3 separate regions of the Zea mays genome follow, and regions 1 and 3 are each linked to region 2. Evidence: chromatin contacts called from public Hi-C data. All regions are on one chromosome and are shown on one strand. The core of a region is the stretch at or near the end of the contact, and the rest is flanking DNA. Distances in the headings are between cores, read along the strand shown.

Region 1 (4,808 bases), core at 1,160-3,659, 200 kb after region 2:
TTTTGATCCCCTCAAGGCCTTGCAACCATTTCCCAAGCCACAATATCCAAGAGATGGCAATGTCACTCAAAGAAGCAGCTGTTCTTAGTATGTGATTTAGGAATTCAATGAATTATATCTATGTGTGGTTACACAAGTCCTATGATGACAATCTGTAACATGTGTATGCTTGTATTTGAACCTGAAACCTGTGTAGGCTGGTGTGAGATCTGTTTGTGGTATTTTTGGCAACCTGAAACCTATTTTCTATGCTGTGTATGTTGCTTTTTGGTAACCTGAAACCTGTTGTGTATGTTGTGCATACTACTTTGTAGAAACCTGAAATCTGTTTTGTATACAGCAGCTTCTATGCTGGTACGAGATTGAAACCATAGAAGGTGTTGTTTTGTATGCTGCTTGCATGCCCAAGGTCCCACAAAAGCTTCTATGGTTCAGACTAAAGAACCTACTGTTTTGTATGGCACATGGTTCCACAAGGTTACCAAAGAAGTTGATGTTTTGTATGTTTAACCTGAAACCCGTGTTTGCACAAGGTTCTGACAGCATCTTTCATGGTTCAGACAACAACTTCTGCATCAAATAGTTTTGTTCAGATTTAACATAGATTTATTCAAACTAAAAACTTTTTTCAACACAGATTCTGCGTTGTCCTAATATGGTGCCCGTAACGCCTCGAGTTCTAGTTTATATTTAGGGCTGCAGAAACCAATGGAGGCTGCTTCAAAGTTGTGCCAAAGAACATGATATATTGTTAATAGTGATATAAATCGGCGCATCTGCTCCAGACGAGATACCAAGGATCATAGATTCCATACAAGTAGACTAGGTGTTCCGTGCTACAAGTGCAAGATATGTGGTGTCGTGGTGAGCTGACCAGGGCGGACCTAGCTAGTTGTAGTTGTAGACTTGTAGTTGCTGGGCGCCGTCATCCGCAGAAATTTTCCACTGGCCGTCGTCTACGCGTACAAGTGGTCCGCGTACGGCGCGGGGTGTACACAGATGCGGCGTCGCTGCCATGCTTGACCTGGCCACGACCGCGAGCGGCGCCGCCCGCCCGGCTAGGCTCCGTGTCCGTCGACCGCTTCGCTTGTCTCGGGGTGCCTGTTCCGCCGCCCGTCGTGTCGCCGTGCCGGGTCCCCCCATCCATCGGTTCCTCCACGATGGGATGTCGGAGCTCGCTCGCCGCCGCAGATAGCGTTCGGTTTGACTCGTCCGCACGGTCGTCGTGCTACGGTGTGGTGTGTGTGTGGCACACCGCGCACCAGGAAAGGTTCCCAACTAACGTTCCATCACGCGGTCGTACTGCCGCGACCACCGTTGTGTTGATTGCAGCGAACCACCCATGGGCCGTGGCCGCGCGCTGGTGGCAACTGGCAAGAGGAGCGAAACTTTTTGTGACAGCTACTACCAGTCTTGTTTGGCCGGGCCTGCAGTAGAAAAAGTTTCTGACAGCAACCACTACTTATATTATTATGTTGGGGGGAGAGGGCAGGCATTTATTTCTGACAGCAAGCACTTGCCCGCTCTTTATTCTTTGTATACTACTCACCAGTCACCAGTATTATTCTGTGTAATTTAAGAATCGCTTGTGTGTTGACCGGCCACTTGAGTCGTTCAACCGCACGACCACCGGCGCACCGCGCACGCAGCATCGGTTGGTACGACTACGGCACGACCGAAACAGGCGATCGTAGTCCACCCCTTTTCCGGCCCGTTCCTTGTTCGTACTGTAACTCATCACTGTTCGGATTCGATCGATCCAGGCTGCAGGGCAAGACGCCGAGACGAAGACAAAGGGATGATGCAGTAGGCCGAAACTTGGGTGGAAGCAGATGCGTGCGCGACGGCCAAACCAAGTCGTCCTACCGAAAAGCTGGAGATGGCGTCTCGCTTTTCTTTGTCACTTGTCAAATGGACTCTGCCACGCCTGTGTCGTGGTAACAAGCACGTGATGAATCACAATTCCCAAACGAGGTTAGCGGTTCTCTGTTTTCGCAAAAAAAAAAAAATCTTCGTCATCGTGATCGTGAGTCAATGGCTCAATGCTGCCGCCTCTCTCTCCATCGACGAGCCCACGACGCAGTCACGCAGAGACGGGCAGACGGCGTTGTATATTTCGGCCCATAAGAAACGTTGCCGGCGGCGGGAGGGAGGGAAACGGGCTGGCAGTGGCCTTGCCCGCGCGTGAGGTGGGCCGAGCCTCCCGTCCTGCTGGGCTCGCGGGGTGCGGCGTCGAGGGCATGGACATGGGCCCCTCGATGAAGAAGCAAGGAACGAACGAAACGAGCGCGTGGCTTGCCAAGGAAGGAAAGGGTCAGGGCGAAGGAAGCTGCAACGGTCGCCCGCCGAGTTACTGCAAGGGCTGGGCAGGCACTCAGGCTGGCAGCAGCCAGCAGCGATTGGGGTTCCCGAGACAAACAGTCGAGCTCGGGACCCTGAGAAACAACCAGGGAGGGCACTAGGGCAGGGACAGGACGACCAGACAGGCTCCGCGTTTCCCGGCCCGCGAACGCGAGCGCGAGTTCATCGCCTTCCCGGTTCCCGCCGCGCCGCGGGCTTTCCCGCCTTCCCCGAGCCCTCCTCCCCCGCACACCCACGACCAGTGTGTGGGTGGAGACTAGTGGGAGTGGGAGGCGTTATAATCGGTCGGCGCAAGGACGTGGGGGAGAAGGGGGGCTAATCCGGCCGTGCACGCAACCGGACCGGGCGCGGTAGCCAGTGCGTAGGCGCCGTTCCGCCGCTGCCGCCTCGCCCGGCGTTCCTCGCCGCCAGCACAGGGCGTGGCCGGAGTCCGCGCGCCACCATGGCAAGGTACTAGTCATCGTCCGCTTCTTCTTTTTTTTTTCTTTTTTTCTTTCGGTCGACATCGTCGTTAGGGCTTGCCTCGATCACGCGGCGCATTCGGGATTCAGGTTTGGTTGGGCGCGGGTTTAGTGATGCGAGGGTTCCGTCTTCAACAGTGTAGTACCGATGTGTAGCTTCAAAAGATCGTGGATTACGATTACTTCTGGTAGCACTAGCACACTGCTCCGAGCCAGATTTTATCATGATCAGTTTGCCATCCATGCCCGGATTGGGGATAAGAAACACAAGAAAAGAAGCAGACAAACAGAGCATATGCCCTATTGCCCTGCCCTGATGTGTGACAAGCATTTTTGCTCGGCTTGCTTCCTGCGGTCACAACATGTACGATAATGTTTAGTAGTGTTGATGTTGCGTTCTTCAGTCTATGCTGTACCACTGGAGTCCAGCCACCAATTGGTCTTGCCGGTGTTTTATTATCAATAACGGGGCATCAAATAACTCATGTTTTTGTTACACATAGACTACTAGTGTAGCTAAAAAAATACATAAATTTTAAGTATCTGAGCATGTTTGTCTTCAAATTATCTTGTGGAAGTACTTCTGGGACAAACAAGCACCAATATGCTTCTTTTGTTACAGGTCATGGCTGATAACTTGTAGGGGAATTGCTAAGAAAATAAGGTACACAAATCCTGGCGCTAATCACCATATAAGTGAACTGGTTGCAGAAGCACGGAGGGAATGCCCAAACTGCAGTTATATTATTGATAACAGCGATGTAAGTACATTTGTTCTGTTTAGGTTGTTGGAGAAGGGGCATTTGGCTTCCAGACCATGTCGTAGATGTTACATATCTGAGCAAGTTTTTCCTGCATTTCAAATTCTGCAGGTTGCCATGCAGTGGCCTGGGTTGCCTGCTGGAGTCAAGTTTGATCCTTCTGAATTGGAGTTGCTTGAACATTTAGAACAGAAAGTTGGCCTGGGAGATTCAAGACCACATGTGCTCATTGATGAATTTATTCCAACTATAGACAATGATGAGGGAATCTGCTATTCACATCCTGAAAATCTTCCTGGTATATAATCATGTCTTGAGATGGTGTAGTTATTTATGAATCTGTTGTTATATTCACATTCTGAATTTGGTATTTATTGACCTCGTAGGTATGAAAACAGATGGTAGCAATGCTCATTTCTTTCATAGAGTTTCAAAAGCGTATGGTTGTGGTCAGCGCAAACGTCGAAGGACCATCAACTGCAGTGATCACACTGTTTCTGATGAGCATGTGAGATGGCACAAGACAGGGAGATCCAAAGCCATATATGAAAATGGTGTTATAAAAGGTTGGAAGAAAATAATGGTGCTGTACAAAATTTCGCAAAGAGGCAGAAAGCCTGATAGAGCTAATTGGGTAATGCATCAGTATCATCTTGGAGAAGAGGAAGACGAAAAGGACGGGGAACTTGTAGTATCTAAAATATTCTGTCAGTTGCCAAATAAGAGTATGGAAATTTCTGAAACAGAAACTGCTTATGAAGAACCTGGTGCACCTGCTTCGGTGATTGGTCCGAAAACTCCAAAGACAGTCACACCACAGCCACGCCATCCTAAAAATAGTCCATGTGAAACTGAGCAGAGTATTTTCATCCTGCAGGACCAGGTAACTCACTAACTTCTTTTGGGATCACAGTGACGTACACAAAAATTGCTAGATCAGAGCATAAATGTGTTGCTGAAATTACACAAGTAGGCATATGAAGAGAAATTGAAACTGATATGCACTTAGCTTTGTCCAGAACCTCTATTACCTCCCGCTAAAACCAGTGGGGACCTAGGACTAGCGATCTGACAGACATATTAACCCTGCATGTTTCAAAATGAGCGCCAAACAACATCAACGCTAGTTTATAGATGGACTTAGAGTTTGTATAATCTTTTTTTTGTTGAAGTAGACAATCACTATCAGAGTATCAGTATCCTAGAAATATATATTTCTGGAATG
Region 2 (4,364 bases), core at 1,548-4,047:
CAAATCTACCAACTATGAACCAACAATAGCTAAAAGTAAGAGAAAAAGGAATGTACGAATACCTCACCTCCGTCCCCTAAAAGGGCCTCCTCTCAAACGGCCTGGCATCTCCAGCGAGGGCGACAGTGACGCCGGAGACCAGTAGTCGTGCGTCCTCAAACCTCGTGCGTTGCGTTCGCCTCCACAACATCTGCAGGTTCGTCCAACACCTTATGGCCTTTTCTTCTTCCTCAGTAGCGCAAACCGGTATCTAGAATTTTTCAGTCTCTCGATCTTCGCGGCCGTCAATGTCGCACTCGCCCTCGCTCCTCTCTCTGACCTAGACGATAGGGAGTCATCCCGTGTCGGAAGCTGGTTCATCCAACACCTTATTATGACCTTTTCTTCTTCCTCAGTAGCATATACTGGTATCTAGGGTTTTCCAATCTCTCGAATATTTGCTGCCGTGAATGTCGCCTTCGCCCTCGCTCTTCTCCCTAACCCCGACAAGAGGAAGTCAGTCCATGTCGGATATGAATGATGGAGCTGCGGCAAGGCGAAGGGCGGAGAGCTCACATGGCTCCTACTGCTATTGGAAGCGAGTTGTTGCTGGTGCACCATGCGCGCAAGATGTTCGATCAAATGCCTAAATAAATATTTGGAATACATATTTTAGTATAATATACTCGAGTTTCCAGTAATGTGCTGGAATGCAGATTTTAGTATAAGCTTCATTTTTCAATAATGTGCTACACATGTACACATGATTGCTCCTTCTTCACACTGACACCATTATTATATATTTTCCTTGATGCATAACCTACTGGAAGTTTGCAACTGATTTAGTGCCGGAGTGCATATTTTAGTACATGCTCCAGTTTCCAATAATGTGCTATAGATTTACACATGACTACTCCTCACATTGAGAGATAGAGAGGAGATAGGGTTTTTTTTGTCAACCATACCATCATTGTTCAATGCCTCTGATTAAAATGTGCCTAGCAATTGAAACTTTCGATACATTGGAGCTCAGAGCTACTGGTAGTGCCTGTTGTATAATATGCTACTGAATGAGTGGATGTACAATCAGTAATTTCGTTTGACATACCACATGCTTTGCTTTGTAGATCATGATGCAGATGTAGTGTATATAAACAAAGTTGGTTGTTTAACAGATCTTGTATTTACGGTCTATGCCCACAAAGTTACAGTTTCAGGTTATGGCAGTGCATATGTCAAATATCAGAACACAATGGTGACTTGCTCTCGCGTAAAGGCTCCTGAGAGCGAGCGATCAACGAGTCGTCCTGCTGTCGCTGCTCGCTCGAGGGAAAGAAGATCACACAGATGTAAAATGAGAGCTCGAAAAGAAGCCGACGTCTAGCAGTGAAAGAAGCAGTAGCCACTCCCACCATTCTCCTTACGTTATTCCGTATTTCTCTTTGTTTATGATCGTTCACACAAATACTTACTATATATATATATACACAATTCGTATAACAAATAACATTGACACAGTCTAATTCTCTGAAATCACTCCATTCTACACACTATCATTTACTCCATGTGCACAATTCATATGTAACAGATAATATTAGTACGATGAGATTGAAGAAAATTACAACAACATATTGTTCCATAACAGATTGTAACATAAATTATTCTTATCATAAATGATAACATTCGTTGTTATTAAATCTAAACTATCTTCTGCACTATGTTAAAATTCGATTGCCCAACAAAATCTATTGCTTCCTTTTCTAGCTATCCATCTTTCGATACATATAACTAATAGACACAGTTATAGATAATACTACTTCACACTTTCATTTACATTTAACAATTACCATTATCTTCTTGCCAGTTCTTTATGAATAATTTTTACATATACAACATGATGCAATACTTGACGACAAGGGAAAAGGTTCAACAACTACAATTGATTCTCCACCCAAAATGTTATACTCTGCTACACAATATCTTACATGTATTTTTTCTATCTATTATAAAAGCATCATTCCATTTTTCTTTGGTAATTATTGCTACTACAGAAGTGAATTTATCCAAAACTATATTTCTTTCACACATAATTTTTCCTCATATTTAACTTATCCAAAATTTAATACCACATATTCATGCAAATAGAAAATAGATATTAATTGTGGTAACCATTTATGCCGAACACTTTCATCCCTTTCTCTTCTACTTCCATAAACGAAGAAATTAAAATTCTCTGTTTCCCAACTATACAGATTCAAACATGGACCCCTGCACATCAAAGAAAATTCGGACACTAGATCTTCCAAGAATTGAAGATTTTCTAAGATTATCAACAGCCTTTTAGGTTGTAGAATGTCCTCTATATAATTATATATAACTGCTCAACTCTTCTGAAGACATTTCATGTAAATATAACAAGATAGCTTCAAATATCGCAACATATATATATATATTACATTCTACCACAACTCACTTAACTCTATTTTATTTTATATAAATCTGATGTGCTCTATACCGTCTTTCATGCTCTGTATCATCTTAAAAAAACTCACTCGCTTTATTCGTCTGGTAATATATAAATTACAACAAGCATTAAAAATTAACTTAAAAACAATATTGCATACTAGTCTATCTATATACGCTATCTGTTGGAGATGAGCTAAGAAGTGCTAACCTTCAGAATTCAGATACAAGAGATTCTCTATACAGCCCGGCGCCCAGGCAAAATTGGCTATCAGGCTGACAAGTTTGTATTCGTCCCAGCCCGGCCCATCCATCCAGCCACCATCCGCTGCTGCCTGCTACTACTTATCACACAAACCCTAATGAACCTAGCGCCGCTTCCTCCCTCCCAAACCCATGGCTTCCCACCTTGACTTCCGCTGCCTGGATGAGGGCCTCGGCGGCGAACGCGGCAAGCGCAAGCGCCGCGAGGATGCCTCGGCGGCGGCCGCGGACTCCATGGACCTCGATGCTGACGCCCCCCGGCCGTCTAAGCTCCGCGCCATGCCTTCCCTCTCCGACCCCTCGAAGCCGGCCTCCTTCGGCCAGCCCACCTACGACGGCGTCATCGCAGGGCGGTTGTCGGGGCGCCGGTGGAAGGAGCCCCGCACCCGGCGGTCGTCGGCCGTGGCGGTGTCGCGGAAGCCGATCCCGCTGGAACAGCGCGTCCGGGAGAAGTCTCTGAAGCGCGCGTACCAGGCCCGCAAGGCGGAGCTCAAGGAGGAGATCCGGCAGAACAAGGTTGCGAAGCGGAAGGCCCGCGAGGAGCGGGAGAAGCGGAAGCAGGAGAACGTGCTCCGCACGGGCACCAAGCTGCAGCGGGTCACCAACCCGAAGACGATCCAGAAGATCGCCAAGTCCAAGAAGCGCAAGCAGCTCAAGGTCGTCCCCGACGAGTTCTTCGGCGGCAAGAAGTCGGAGGCCAGCCGGCGCATGCAGGTGCCTGGACTTGAGAATTGAATCTCAATTCTCAATCTCTGTTTCTGGGGTCGCGTTGAGTTCATAGTGGTTAATTCGACGACGATTTTCTACTTGCTTATGGTAGTTTGAAGTATGATCAGATTAAGTGATTACAATGGTACGCAAGTTATCAAGTTCTGATATGAGATTTTTACTGCCGTGTACCCAATTTTGCTTGTATTCCGGGCTCTCCATATAAAGTTTTCTATGCATCTATTATTCAGTTGCCATCAGTGACTGTTAGCACACACACCTCTCTCTTGTACACGGAATTACTAGATTCACTGGTAACCTCAAGAGAAGGAAGGTTTGCAGCAAGCAAGACAATCTGGATAGAGGAGAGGAGCACTAGAACACAGAGGGAGACGAGCTAGAGCCTGCAGCTGGAAGCGCGGGGAGAAAGATGTGCAGTCCTGGAAATGGAGAACGAGATGGGTTCTCAATAATTCTTGGATGCCCTTTCCGGTAACCTCTACTGGGCCTTTGTAGTTTGAGCTATCTGGGCCGTTTGGGCAGGCAGTCCCTGACATTCTCCCTTCTTAAAATTGGGCTTGCTTCTTAAAATTCGGCTTGTCTTTAAGCCGATATTTCTATATTATTAAAGCTGCTCCAAAACTCGCCTCATTAGCCATCCACGTCGTCATTTCTTACTCAAGCCGATCGATGGCCGCCATCCCTCGCTGACTCCATCACGTACTCAGTATAGAGCGCGTTGCTCCCTACGCCTCTGGAAATTTCTATTTCTCAGCAGATAGACATAGACTACGCCGGTTCTTTCTAGAAGGTGCAGCCAGCAGCGAAAAGAAATTAATTTTACCAACCAAACGCATTGAACAGAGATATGTCGAGCGGCGGCACGACGAAGGTTTCCATCCCCGAAATTCTCCCGCCTTTCGGTCACGCATCACAGACATTGCCGCCGT
Region 3 (4,549 bases), core at 1,965-4,464, 140 kb after region 2:
ACACCCGCCGACCCTACCATCGCAGACCCCCTCCCCATTGTCAGATCGATCCTTCATCGCCCCCCGATGACAACGGCTTCTCGGATGCTAGGGCACCTGCCACCCACCCATCTCCCTCCCATCCCAGATCCCTCGCGCCATGGCCAACGCCTCCCCCCAGTGGCTTACGCTAGCGCACCTGCCCACCTCCCTCCCTCTCCCCCGCCCAGCCATGGCCATCGCCTTTGACTCTCCGACCTCCTCCCCCGCTGAAATTCCTGCTCTGAAATACGCTCGCTTCTGCTGCCTAGATCTGGTACCCCTGTTGTCACCACGTTTTTGCCACCACCGTCACCAGCTCAGAGCTTTCCCTCCATTGCTTCCTCCTCGTCGTGGTCTCCTCTGTGTCACTCCGCTCGAGCTCGCCATCCTCTTGCCAGCGCGACTCCGTGGAGCGTGCGAGACAGTGCCGGTGGCCGCGGAGACCCGCCACGGGGACATGGAGGGGTAGGTGTTGCCACAGTTCGTAGATTTCAACGCCTGGTACACACACGCGATCTCCACTACCGAGCTCGTGGACTACAGGTTTGTGCGGGGGATCATGGTCATCCTCATCCACCCTACAGATACACCATGTGGGAGGCCATCCAAGTTAGTGCCCATTCGCTCCTCTTCCCCCATGCCCATGTTGTGCATCATCCTGCATTGAACGTTGCTGGTGTAAAGATGAAGAGAGTGATTACAAGTGTTTCTGCCTGCATAGTTGTAGATTTTGAAGCATCGTGATGTTCCATTTGTGCATAGAATGGTCCCGAAATGGTGTTTAGGTAATAGGCACGAATAGCGTGTTTTTGTTGTTCTGGTTCCTTGCTTTATTTGCATACTCATTCCTTGCAGACTCCAAAACTAAATCAACAAGTTGGAGATCCTCCTTCCTGCAGCGCAGAAGCACAGCTGGTTCTTTCAGGCGCAGCAAACTCTGTTCAGATAAAAATTTGTGTTAACTGATGCTCAAATTACTGAAGAATGGAATAGAGGTTAGTGTGAAGCCATATCCAAGACACTCTACTCATGTATATTGAATGCATATACCAAATCCAGTGTGAACCGCTACAATTACTTTACAAGTCCAATAAAAAAGTTGCACCAAAAGCATGATTAAAAAAAGCCATGACTTGAATATTTACCCAAACTCAAGCATGTCATTCTTCAGGGTGAGGAACAGAACCATCAACTTTTTTTATGGAAAACTGAATAGTCTTATATCATCTGAAATATCTAGCCAAAACAGCCAATTTTCAGCAATATTCAACTTGGTTGGATTGGTGTTATCTCCAGCAATGAGAACTCTAACAGACTGTCAGTCCATAGCTACCACGAAATGAGCTCAAAATGGAATACACAGCACAACAGAAAGAACCTGTTTTTCTTGCAACATTTGTTCTCTGCGTTCAGTTAAAACGAGCTATTGCTTGCAGGAGCTGCACCAAGTTCACGCTTCATATTCGCAGAGAAGAATGCAAACTATGTTCTGCTTACCTGAACAATAAGTGTCTTGAGAAGCTTCTTGTAAGTGAGGTGATCTCTACTTATGCGCAGTAGCTCTTTGCTTGCTGACTTCAACATATCTGTTACCAAATCATCCTGAGCTTGAAGGACTTTAATTCTAGAAGCATTGAGCTGCATTGAGTAATCACTGCATAAGACCACACACAGTAATATCAGTGAATTGATATTTTTTACACAAAAGAAAAATAGTATGGTCACCGGCATATGCTAAAGTGGGGAAATATCCATAATGGCCCGTAGACAATAGTAGCTATGAAGTGTGACATAGGTAAAACAGAAACAAGTCACAAGAATGGGAATAAGAAATTGAGTTAGAACTGCTATTTACATTTTCTTCTTGATGCCAATAACTTGCTAGCTGGATTCCACCGTGGTCAAGCCTTGTGATGAAATCAGATGATGATGACGCAATTGGCTTCTGTGACCTACAATTATGGGCATGCTGATGCTACCTAGAACCTCACTACACTGGATGACAGGTGAATAAGCAGACAATAGTTGAGTGTTGTCATCAGGTTGCATCTACCATGACTGAGATTGTGAGCTTATGTATCTATCGATCATTGTATTACTCACTCTTTCTCAGTATAAGTTGAATACTCAGCATACTATATATATATATGTGATACAGCGCCCGATAGGGCGCTACTTTTTCTAGTGTAGCATACAAGCTCCAATCGGTTGGCTTTGGTGACAATGGAGGGAGGAGGGAAGGGTAGTGGAGTTTGGTATATAGATCCACCCAGATGGAGTGGAGTACAGTACAATGATAGACAGTGAAGAGACGAGAAGATTCAATTTTATTTGAGTTGAGCCTCAAAGTTATCTACAACAGTCCACTCTACAGTACTATAGTGGGCAACAAATGTATGGACATATGCACGCTTTGTTAGTCAAAAGGTTTAGAAATTTAGGTGTGGGAGAAAGAAAAAAAATAACCTTGTGAACTGCGAAGTTTTTTTTCTCTTAAATCTCATGATAACATTTAGCCATATACAGTGACTGAGAGGTGAGAGCACGCTAGCTGCTTGGTTCCTGGAACCTCCTTGACGTGGAGCGAAGCAACAGGTTCCTCAGGCTGCGGGCGCTCTCCCTGCGCCGCGTCCCCGCTCCCCGCGCGCCGCCCTCCTGCGGCGCGGCGGCGGCGGCGTCGTGGCCGGCGACGTCGAGGACGGACTCGAGCCTCCGCGCCACGGCGACGAGCTCGTACGTGTCCAACAGCGACTGCGCGAAGTCCCACGAGCTCTCGCGGGCCCGGGCGGCGTCCGATGCCGCGGCCGCCGCCATGGCCTCTAGCTTGAACCGAGACGGGCGGCGCGGCGCGGCGCCCGCGCGGCCTCGCGCGCCGGCGCCGGCGACGTCGTCGTCCGCGCCCGTCCCCGAGGCCCGCAACGACGGCCGCGGGTTGCCCGACTGCGCGTACCACGCCTGCGCCACCGCCTTGAGCAGCTCCACGTCGACGTCCCCGGGCTCGCGCGAGCGCGACCCTGCAGCGCCCTTCATGTCGCGCGCGTGGCGGTGGGCGGGCGGTGAACGGTGAGCTGGAGGCTGGAGCGGATTGGGTGTGGGTTGGAGGAGGAGGGTACCGTTTCGGCGGGTAACGAACGACACGTACAGTGGCCTTTGCGTTGTCCGCGTATCGGCCTCACGTCTCTCCAGCGCAAGAGGCCAAAAAGCAGCGTCACGTCAGACGATCACAGCATATTCTTCCTACAAAGATCTGGCGGCGCGGGATGCTAGAGCTCCAGAGCTTCTTCTGCAGCTACTGGCAGTCGCGCGTGCGAGGTGCAGCTTCACCGAAGACTACGACGATGCTCTTTTGTAATTGTCTGGATAATATCTCCTCGAAGTGCTACACTATGCTGTGGCCCTTTTAGATTTTGACCAAACAGAGAAAAGGTGGCCTCAATTAGTGAGCACCCACGTCCAGCCGGAAAAGGAGCACTTCAAATGACTCCGAAAGTTCAGTGTTCCAAGCTAATTAGCTATGGCCATGGCCGGATGGCGACCTCCATTGCTTCTGCTAACTTTTGGAGTGAACACATTAGAGCGCTGAGAATGGACCATCTAAGTAAAGTAAACGCTTTTCTAAGATAATTTCTGTATTTTATATGCAGGGTTTAACTTTTTATGTTATTAAGCATACAACTGAGGAAAGCTCCTAAAGTTGATACAAATTGTTACAAAATTTCATCTACGCCTCAATCCACTAGAAAACTTGTCTTACCAGAACGGGATTGGCCTATACAGATATCTTTACAGCCCTCTCAATCACAACTTTCGAAGTTAAAATTATATTCTAAGTTTTCTAGCAAATCGACCGGAAGAGCTTTGGTGAAGCCACCTACTAGTGGATACAAAATCGATTTCAATGAACTTCTTTGTAATCTTTTCTGTCACAAAAATAGTAACAAACTCCTATGTGTTCAGTTCTGGCATGAAACACAGGATTGGAAGACAAATATTTTGGTCCAGAATTTAAGTGGCATTCATGAATGCGTGAAATCTTTGGTCCCTGTTCACGGTCCAAACACACAAGGATGAGGAAGGCTCAGTACAAAGGAGGCACTCGAATTCTAGAGATGACGACATGACGTCGACACCGTGTGTGACCACGACTAATGTAGTAATGTTCATCTTGGTCCCGAAGGTACGATTTCCTGTCTTTTCATTATCTCTTCCCACACTCAATGTACACACTAGATATATGTCTATTACTCCTTAACGCAAGAACATAGTCCGGTTAGAGCAGATCAACCTAAGCTTAAGAAAGAATCTATGACAGTCAGCATATATGGGGCGTGTTTGGTTCGGCTTTTTTCTGACAAGCTTTTCTAAAAAACTGTCTGTGGAGAAAAGCTGGCTGTTGGGAAAAGCTGGTGGGTAGAATTTAGGTGTTTGGTTCGCCAGCTGTACAGAAAAGCTGTTCGTGAGAATCTATGTGTTTGGATAATCAGATTCTAAAATTGCAGATTGTGTTCGAAAATCGATCCAATGAAAC

What was found. Hi-C and Micro-C count contacts between places; a contact is called where the count stands out from the background.
Region 1: a contact with region 2 is called in a Hi-C map of ear, with 2.8 times the contacts expected there. The contact joins the promoter of LOC100383487 here to the promoter of LOC100277796 in region 2. A contact is called at or near these places in 2 of 25 Hi-C or Micro-C datasets (ear and endosperm).
Region 3: a contact with region 2 is called in a Hi-C map of ear, with 4 times the contacts expected there. The contact joins the promoter of LOC111589328 here to the promoter of LOC100277796 in region 2. A contact is called at or near these places in 8 of 25 Hi-C or Micro-C datasets (bundle sheath, ear, endosperm and 3 more).

The regions. Positions count from the first base shown.
Region 1 is chr5:184,048,639-184,053,446 of Zm-B73-REFERENCE-NAM-5.0, reverse strand. LOC100383487 reads left to right here and starts at 2,409. Exons shown (of 6, transcript NM_001176135.1): 1 at 2,409-2,811; 2 at 3,445-3,583; 3 at 3,695-3,881; 4 at 3,970-4,466. The coding sequence starts at 2,804. LOC103627374 (a long non-coding RNA gene) reads left to right here. Exons shown (of 2, transcript XR_553573.2): 2 at 1-249.
Region 2 is chr5:184,244,901-184,249,264 of Zm-B73-REFERENCE-NAM-5.0, reverse strand. It overlaps LOC100277796, which reads left to right and starts at 2,797. Exons shown (of 1, transcript NM_001151275.2): 1 at 2,797-3,582. The coding sequence starts at 2,839. The coding sequence ends at 3,441.
Region 3 is chr5:184,104,651-184,109,199 of Zm-B73-REFERENCE-NAM-5.0, reverse strand. LOC111589328 reads right to left here and starts at 3,214. Exons shown (of 2, transcript XM_023300163.2): 1 at 2,488-3,214; 2 at 1,200-1,675. The coding sequence starts at 3,051. The coding sequence ends at 2,569. It also overlaps the pseudogene LOC100383738.